3 separate regions of the Zea mays genome follow, and all the other regions are linked to region 1. Evidence: chromatin contacts called from public Hi-C data. All regions are on one chromosome and are shown on one strand. The core of a region is the stretch at or near the end of the contact, and the rest is flanking DNA. Distances in the headings are between cores, read along the strand shown.

Region 1 (3,117 bases), core at 381-2,880:
AGCGGGGGGCGAGGCGGCGGAGGGCACCGCGACGTTCAGGCTTAGGTCGGCGCCATCCAGCGCCAGCCGCGGCTTCCTCGCAGGCCAGGTGGGCGGCTGGTCTTCTTCCTGCGGGGAAGCCGGCCTCTTTTTGCCCGTGCCCGCGCAGCTAGGAGCGGGGGCGGCGCTCAGGTGCACGCCGAAAAGCATGGTGGGCGCGGTGCCGCTGCTCCCGGCCTCCCCGCCGCTCTTGTCGGCCCGCTGCGGCGGGGGCGAGGGCGAGTCCGCGATGGTTAGCGAGCTGCTGGACGTGGTGCTCCCGCCGGAGTGGTTGTTGCGCCCCGCGGCCGACACGGGGGCGGCGGCGGGCTTCTTGCGCGCCGCCTGCAGGCCGAGGCCCTGCAGGAACGCGGCCGCGGCCGGGCTGGGCGCCGCGGGCCGCACGTGGTTCTGCACGAAGTAGATGATGTCGTTGTACAGCTTCCGCATGTGCGCCAGCTCCTGCAGCAGCGCCGCGTTGCTGCGCCGAAGCCGCTCGTTCTCCTCCATCAGCACGGCCGCGCGCCCCGCGCCGCCGCCGGCATCGGCCGCGGCGGCGGGCAGCGGCGCCGGCGCCTGAGGGGCGCCCAGGGCTAGTAGCCGCGTAGACACCGGCGCGGCGGCGTGCGGGTGCGCCTCCCTCCAATGCGGGTGCGGGTGCGGGAACGCGAGGCCAACGCCGTGCGCGGCGGCCGCCGCCGCCACAACCCCGTCGTCTCCCCCCGCGAACGGGTGGTGGTTGTGGTGGTGGTGGTGCGGGCCGCCCGGGTGGAAGACGGGGAAGTGAGGCGAAGCGAAGAAGGGCGGAGGCGACGGCGACGCCGTGCACGCCGACGACGTCTTGCGCCGGTGGATCTCGCAGAGCAGCTGCTTCTCCCCCTTGCGGAAGAACTCGTTCGCGAACTCCCACCGCTCCGGGACGACCTTCCGGAATCCCTGCATTGTGTGGCGTTGCAGCGTTACCGACCGTCACCATCCGTACGTACGTGGTCCACGCGACTCAGTCAGAGCGGAAGTGCAAGCAACGCAACTCATACTCACGTAGGTGTTTAGCTGCCGGACGAAGGAGGAGAAGTTGTTGTGCTTGAAGTAGTTGGGGAGGATGTCGCGTGCGAACTCCGGCGGCCGGAAGACCACGAAGGTGGAGGCCCGGTCGTCTCCCCAGGAGACGATGTGGTCCGTGGCCGGGTCGTCCACCAGCTGGTACGTCTTGATCAGGAACGGCGCCGGCACCGCCTTCTGCGCGGCCGCCTGCGCAGCCGCGTCGCAGTCCCAGCTCCCGCTCCTCTCCATCACTCTCACTCCTTCCTACCTACACTACAGGAGTCGAAGCGTCGACCAAGGTTTCTTGGGGTTTTAACTTCTTCCTTCTGAGGTGGACGATACGAGGCGAGGCGAGCCGAGCGGAGGAGGGTGACCGACCGGCTATTTTAACTGGAGGTGGTGGGTGGTGAATGCCGAATGCGGAGTGAAGGCAAGTGTGGTGTGCTCCTGCCTCGGGGAGCGTGTGGGCGGTGGAGGGAATATGTGTCGCTGTGTCTGTCTGGGTGTTTTCGAGAGAGGGATTGGAAGTTTGGAGATGCACACCCGTGACACTTCCGCCAGCGTCGTCTCTCCCCTGCGGCGAGTCATCCATTCGTTCCTTCGTTTTCTTTCTCGGTTTCTTCGGGATCTTTTGCGCCCCCTTTTAACCCGCCCGCCATTTCGTATGGATATCATTTTTATTATATTTTAATTTAAATACAAATACATGCATATATATTTTTAGACATAAATATGAATATATGTCGTAAATTCTAAACTCTATTTACATATTTACGCAATTCTGGTTAGAACGTGTATTATAAATTCAACATATATAAATAAAATTTCACTACTAATCCTCAATAACTAAAATGAAATAATTAAAAGTACACTTCTAATAATCTTCAATATCGAAGTAAATTAAATTACAATAAATAGCTAGTTTGCTTTATCAATATTTTTGGAATTACAAAATTATTACACAAGTAGAGATTAAAGTGCTTGTGTATAAACTATAGACAAATATAGCTTAAAATAATACAGTTATCAATAAATACTTACCAACCAAATATATCGATTAAAATAATTAAACTAAATTGTTAAAATTAGTTTACAACGACAAACATATTAGGCTTAAAATAAAACAAAAATATTAAAACTAGTTTAATCTTTATATATCATACATTATTTTAAATTAACACTAAATGTTACTTGTAGATGTACTATTAAATGGCTTTAATGCATTATTAGTAATGATAAAAATAAAGAATTGGTCTCTTATTATGGAGAGAGAAATTTTAAATGTGTCGATGATACAATATTTTTTCTTTGTAGATATGGATATCACAGATATTGGCAAAATAAATCTATAAAAACAAATCTAGAACCTGATGGATAAAAATATTAAATATATGTGATATTTATATTATAAGTTCTAGCAAATATGAAAATCGTATTTAGATGGTTATTTCAATTTTCCATGCCAGCCATTTGACCCCCTCCAAAGCTAGCTTTTCTAGGAGTAGTACACGGACGGGAACGGGATCTATGTTTTCATTTTTGTTTTCACGCACCCCCACTGCCCCGTCTCCTCCTCGTGCATTTCTGGAAAGGTCCCCCAGGAGGACAAGCCCTGCTGCAGTTTTGGAAGCATCTCCAAAACCTGAATTCTTTTTCGGCGGCAGTAAAAAAGAGACAGGGAAGCCATGCCGTGAGCCATTCCTATTGGCCGGTCAATGGTACCCTGACGTGCCGCTCCGAAATTAAATTTTTTTTTTGTGTTACGCTGTGTCGTACGTGGCGTCAACTTGCAGGGATATGAGAAGCGATCGGAGCGCGCAGCAGTCGTCGTCCTTGGATCAGAGCACCGGTCCATGTGGCCCGAGCGGTGCCCAGTGCATATCACGTGCTGTCCATGGAATGCAAGCCCAAACAATTTGTCCTTTGCACCATAGCGAGTGTTTAAAATTTTGTGGGAGAGTGGGAGAATTGTATTAAAACTTGGTATATTACATCAAATTATATATAGTTAAAAAAACAAAAATAATATTGTATCTTGCTTTTTGTCATCCACCT
Region 2 (3,152 bases), core at 593-3,092, 160 kb before region 1:
ACAGACCCGAACCCGCCGGAGCCTATTTTCGTCCCGAAGTTGGCAGTCATCGCCGCAATCTCCATGTAGCTAAACCGCGTCGGCATGCCCGGTACGACGACGTTGTCGTCGTCCTCGTCGTCGTCCGCGCTACCGGTGTCCTTTTGACGGCCCATGTACACCTGCTTGACGCCGGTGCTCTTGCCTTTCTTTTTCTTGCCGTTCTTGCTCATCCTCCTCCAGCACAAGTAGCATATGATCACGGCGAGGAGTAGGAAAGCTGCGATGGATGGCAGGATGATTGGGATGGCACGGTTCGCAGACGACGAGCTTGGATTGTTTCTTGTAGCATTGTTCGCCGAAGGGACCGTCTTGATGTATCCCAAGGCTGAAGCAGAAGAGCTAAAATACAGCGAGCCGAGCTGCTTATCTTGGATCAGGTAGCAACTTTGGGAGAGGTTGTCGTAGAAGTAGGCGAGGCAGCCGCAGCTCGTGGAGCAGAGGCCGCGGCACGCGTTGTGGTTGACGCCCGCCTTGATCGGCGGATCAAACTTGGTGGCGAAGTAGGCCACCTGCGACTTGAGGGCGAGGTAAGACGGGGACACGGTGCTGTTGTTGCTCTGGCACAAGGCCGGCGACGCGAGCGCTGAACCGTCCCCCGGCGTGCACGCGCCGGGCGTCGTCACTGAGGCGGCGAAGAGTGGCGGGCAGGTGCAGGTCGAGCTGTTGCCCGCCGCCGGGGAGCAGAGCCCGAGGGAAGGGCACTGAAGCGGGAGGTCGCAATCGTTGGCCGGCGCCACGAAGTCGCTTCCAAGCGACGCCGAGGAGTTCACCAGCGCATAGCTCGTGATGCGCAGCCGGCCGTCGTATCCGAGACTTAGCACGGGGAACGCCGCCGCCCCGATGTTCACGCGGAACACGAGGCCTCCATCGGCAGCAACCGCGAACAAGCCCGACGCGTTCACCGACACGGACGCCACGGCGGCGTTCCGATCCTTGTAGGAGCGGGCATCGTTCGACAGCCGCCAGTACGTGGACGCCTGCCACGTCAACACCAAATCCGCGGCCGTCACGCCGAGCCGGTAGTTCCCCTCCGCGAGATCGGTGGCGCTCGTCGCCGCCGACAGGTACGCGCCGGCGCGCAGCAGCTGGCCCGGGAGCAACGTGTCCGTGGCGGTATCGAACGACTGCCACAGGGTCGCGTTCCCGGCGCCCAGCAGCTGCAGGTTCCCGCTGTCCTGCAGCCGCAGCGCCACGACGGGCGAGCGCAGCTGCGACGGCGTCGACCACAGCAATGTTCCGTCGGGCTTCGACACCGTGATCCCCTGCGAAGTGAGATTCACCGGTCCCGACGACGTCGTCGGCGCGTCGCGGTTGCCCGACCAGACAAGCGTGGCGGACGGGACGTGCAGGACGGCGAGGTAGAACCTGTCCTGCTGCTTCCCGGGGTTGAACACGGCGGCCCTGAACGCGCCGCTCGTGGACTCTAGGAACGCGCCGCCTGTGTCGACGTACAGGATGTTAGAGGCGGTGAAGGGAGGTCGCAGGAGCTCGGTCGCCAGCGGCCCGGCGTCCGCGGCGCGGGCGGGCAAGAGGATCAGCAGAACCCAGCCTAGGAACGCGAGCGAGCGCGGCAGAGCGCGTGGGAGCGGAGACATTTGTGTGGCGACGGCGAGGGGGCACGCGCGGATGCGCCCATGAAGCGTAGGAGTGCACGGCACGGCGTGTGGCGTAGGCGATCGGGGAATGTTGACCTCGGCTATGAGCTATGTGCTGCGCGAGCTCTGGTTGGCGCGAACAAAACCGGCAGCATCTGGCCCAGCGGCCGAAGAGCCCTTGGGTTCAGACTGCTTGGTTGCCGCGGTTTGGAATCTAGCGGCGCGGCAATTGCTGGATTTTTGCGTTGGCTTTTCTTCTCGATTGAGATGGATTGGTTAAACAACGGAGAAGGTCGAGCTGCTCGGCGACACGGTGACCAGCTTGGGTTGTTCGGTTGGAGCACAGGTGCGACCTGACTGGAATTTGTCAAACGGAGTTGGCTGTGTGGCTGTACTGCTGTAGCCAAAGGTCGCTACTGTTGTGCATTGACTTCTACTCATCATCAAAGCTGGTTAGAAACGTCAGCGCGGTGGAAGTCAACGGCCTTGCTAATGTCTAGCTCAGCAGAATCAATACGCCAATATAGTCCATGCTGGACCTGGATGTAAAGCGCTCATAATTCAGGGGTAGGGTAGGGCCGCAGGGTACGGGTGGTAATACATCACGATCCAAATGTCTTTTCGTAATAAGTTATAACTCTTAAATAATTTTAATTAAAAAATAAATAGAAGACTCTATTATTAATCTGATTCAATTCTTAAATATTATATATAATGTAAAATTTAGAGTTTATTATCGTCCCTAGGTAGAGGTACAAAGTTTAGACCAATCAAGTATAAAATAGGAAGATACAAGCAGGTTGTACAAGATGTCACACCATATTTGTGTTGAGGTGGAGAGGATAGATGAACTATGAGCATACTAGATTCAATTGGTTTGCTCATCAGTTTTATGCACATGTTTAGAGTCCAACTACAGAACTAGGCGTTGTCGTGCTCATTATTGGGGTATTAGTCTGGTTCCTATCATTCATGTTTGTTCAATCTAAAATCAGGGTGCAGGCGCCAGGGGCGCATACAGGATAAAATGACAGTGAAGGCATGCTGTTGAGGTCTTTTTTTGAACGAAGGTCAACCTGTTTCCTGTTTCAGGTATAACAATTGAAAGGATGACGATGCCCAAGAGGGGGGGGGGTGAATTGAGCTTTTCTAAAAATCAACACTAATTAAAAGCTAAGCAAGAGCCCAACTTCACCCCAACAACTAGCTCTAAGAGAATAATACTAGATATACAACAATGCTAAGACAATACTTCAAATACTTGCTAAACAAATACACAAAGTAAAATGTTTGAATTAAGTGCAGAATGTAAAGCAAGGTTTAGAAGACTCCTCCAATTTTTCCCGAGGTATCGAAGAGTCGGCACTCTCCACTAGTCCTTGTTGGAGCACCCGCGCAAGGGTATCGCTCCCCCTTAGTCCTCGCAAGAACCAAGTGCTCACTATGAGATGATCCTTTGCCACTCCGGCGCAGTGGATCCCTCACGACCGCTTACAAACTTGAGTCGGGTCACCA
Region 3 (2,833 bases), core at 145-2,644, 180 kb before region 1:
GAGAAACCGCCGAATTTCGCCAAATTCCGAGCGATTTGAAAATTTTAATTTAAACCATCGGGTTTGCATTTCTTGGTCGGGTAACCACCAATTAGCACCAAGAAACCATTTTTCATTAACTTTTCGGTGCACATATTTTCAAATTTGAGAAACGAATTTCGGTGAAAACCCGTCGAGAAACCATATTTTTGGTGAAATTCACTATTTTTACTGAAAAATAATGATTGATATTTTTAAAAATATAAAAATTAAATATAAGATGTATAAGAATACTAAGAAAATAGTGATTTTATAACAATTTTTATGTTTTTTTATTTTTTAAAATTTTGAACAAAATTTTAGAAAATCGGTCGAGAAATATGGCCGTGAACGAGAAACCTAGTGGGAAACTCCGGCTTTTTGGCGGTTTTGTATTCCCTGGTTGTCAGGTTGTCATTCCCTCCTGTCTAGTTGAGCTAGGCCAAGAATTTTGACATGACCAGTGGACAAATTTCAAGAGAGTTTGAGTCTTTATTTTATTCACGCTAAAAGAATCTTTAGAGTTTGTTTGGGAGCAAGAACAACGGAGGGACTTGAAGGAGCCAAAATCTCTTGAATAACAAGGTGAATTTAGCCCTTTCAAGTCGCCCGTTATTCTTGCTCCCAAACAAGCACTTAGGACAGTTTGACAACAAACACACATTTAACGGAAGGAATGAGCTCAGTTCATTGAGTAAGTTTAATAATGTAGTTAACTGCTGACAATAAGAATCTTTGTAGCCAATCTTTCAGCCCGTTCATATAGTAGTTAGATGCTCAATATTAATACATGCCTTGTCTCTCACATAATTTCTTGGTTCTGTGGCAAAACTGGGTGTAAGTTTGTAGCCCGCTTTTACTCTCCTTTTTATTCTCTCTCATCCACCTCTGCATTTAGCTCTGCATTTAGCCAGCTTAGAACATCCCTAGCAGCTCCACTATCTTATCATCTGTCTATCTCTTATTTCAAACTTTACTATACAAACAATGTCATCTACCATGTAAATCCTCTATTTTCTATGCACTAAAGACAACCTTATAACTGATTATTATATTTGCTTTTATTTTCTATGCACTAAAAGTAACATTATAGCGGATTATTATACTTGCTCTTATGTGAGCGACGGCTAGCCAGAACCTAGAGATCCACAAGTGCAGCTTCGAAGGAAGTAGTCAGACACACAATCAAACACGGCGGCTTTATGCTTCGCGAGATTCTAGAGCGTTGATCCCGTGCCAATCAAAGAAAAGAAGATCTAGAGAGCTTATACAAATTGAACATGTAAGTGACAGCGGAGCAGGTACACGTGGTGAGTTTATACAAATTGAACATGTGACTGTGACCACTGACCCGTTCCTGCTGCCTTCGAGGAAAGTAGGTCTTCAACTCCACAGGCCACACGCATCATCCTCGCCGGCCTTGCCCCCGACTGCTCGTATAAAACGGACGGGGAGGCAGCCTCTCCAACTGACCGGGGAAGTCACACTCACACGTTCGCGTGTTAGACTCTCCTGAAACCAGCGTGCTGTGCCGCCCGGGACGATGGCGCCGCGCCAGCCGCTGCTCCCCAGTTTCCTCTACGCGGCGTCGTCCGGCGTCAACGGCAGCAGGGAGGCGCCTCCGGTGGTGGCGGGCGCCCCGAGCGAGCCGCTCGGCAAGATCGAGATGTTCTCGCCCGCATACTACGCAGCGGGCGCCTTGGGAGGCGCCGCGGCCTGCGGGTTCACGCACGCCGCCGTCACGCCGCTCGACGTCATCAAGTGCAATATCCAGGTGCGTGCAGTGCCTGAGTTCACGGGAACCATCGCTTTCTTTGCCCGTCCGACTACTGCCAAATTCCGGGACCCCGGTTTCGATCACACCAGTGTTCTAACAAACGCCACATGATATCTCGGTCGTCGCAGATCGACCCCGCCAAGTACAAGAACACCTCGTCGGCGTTCAGCGTGGTGATGAGGGAGCAGGGCCTCCGGGGCTTCTACAGGGGGTGGGCGCCGACGTTCGTGGGCTACAGCGCTCAGGGTGCGTTCAAGTACGGCCTCTACGAGTTCTTCAAGAAGACGTACGCCGACATGGCCGGCCCCGAGCACGCCGCCAGGTACAAGACCCTCATCTACCTGGCGGGCTCGGCCACCGCGGAGGTTTTCGCCGACGTCGCGCTCTGCCCCATGGAGGCCGTCAAGGTCCGGGTGCAGACGCAGCCCGGCTTCGCCAGGGGACTCAGCGACGGCTTCCCCAAGATCGTCAGGGCCGAGGGCTACGCAGGGTACGTGTATATAGGGCATCAGCTGCTCAACTATCTGTTGTTTTGTGCATGCTGTATCTGAACGATGGTGTTTCTGAACTGCAGGCTATTCAGAGGACTGGTTCCTCTTTGGGGGCGACAGATTCCTTGTAAGCACGCATTTTTTTTCTCTCTCTCAAATGCCATTCATAATTTGCAGCACATGCATTAGTTTCCAAGCTGAACTTCCGTTCCCCGACCTCTGTGCTGTGCAGACACCATGATGAAGTTCGCGACGTACGAGAACATCGTGGAGATGACCTACAAGCACCTCATCCCCACGCCGAAGGATCAGTGCAGCAAGCCTCTCCAGCTCGGGGTAAGCTTCGGGAGCGGCTACGTCGCCGGAGTTTTCTGCGCCGCCGTCTCGCACCCTGCAGACAACTTGGTGTCGTTCCTGAACAACGCCAAGGGAGCCACAGTTGGAGATGTAAGTCCGCCACTGCACTTTGCAGAACACAGATGATCATCCCGACTCAACTTGCCTCTATATGCAATCAGTATAATCATCGTACTCTGTTTATTTATCT

The links. Hi-C and Micro-C count contacts between places; a contact is called where the count stands out from the background.
Region 2: a Hi-C map of ear shows a contact between it and region 1, with 3 times the contacts expected there. The contact joins the promoter of LOC103632842 here to the promoter of LOC109940795 in region 1. A contact is called at or near these places in 13 of 25 Hi-C or Micro-C datasets (bundle sheath, ear, endosperm and 6 more).
Region 3: a Hi-C map of leaf shows a contact between it and region 1, with 4 times the contacts expected there. The contact joins the promoter of LOC103632841 here to the promoter of LOC109940795 in region 1. A contact is called at or near these places in 3 of 25 Hi-C or Micro-C datasets (bundle sheath, leaf and seedling).

The regions. Positions count from the first base shown.
Region 1 is chr7:130,728,716-130,731,832 of Zm-B73-REFERENCE-NAM-5.0, forward strand. LOC109940795 (heat stress transcription factor B-4c) reads right to left here and starts at 1,631. Exons shown (of 2, transcript XM_020541061.3): 1 at 1,060-1,631; 2 at 1-954. The coding sequence starts at 1,311.
Region 2 is chr7:130,563,885-130,567,036 of Zm-B73-REFERENCE-NAM-5.0, forward strand. LOC103632842 (G-type lectin S-receptor-like serine/threonine-protein kinase At5g35370) reads right to left here and starts at 1,843. Exons shown (of 1, transcript XM_008654566.4): 1 at 1-1,843. The coding sequence starts at 1,637.
Region 3 is chr7:130,544,815-130,547,647 of Zm-B73-REFERENCE-NAM-5.0, forward strand. LOC103632841 (mitochondrial phosphate carrier protein 3, mitochondrial) reads left to right here and starts at 1,395. Exons shown (of 6, transcript XM_020541346.3): 1 at 1,395-1,792; 2 at 1,924-2,285; 3 at 2,370-2,413; 4 at 2,519-2,733. The coding sequence starts at 1,562.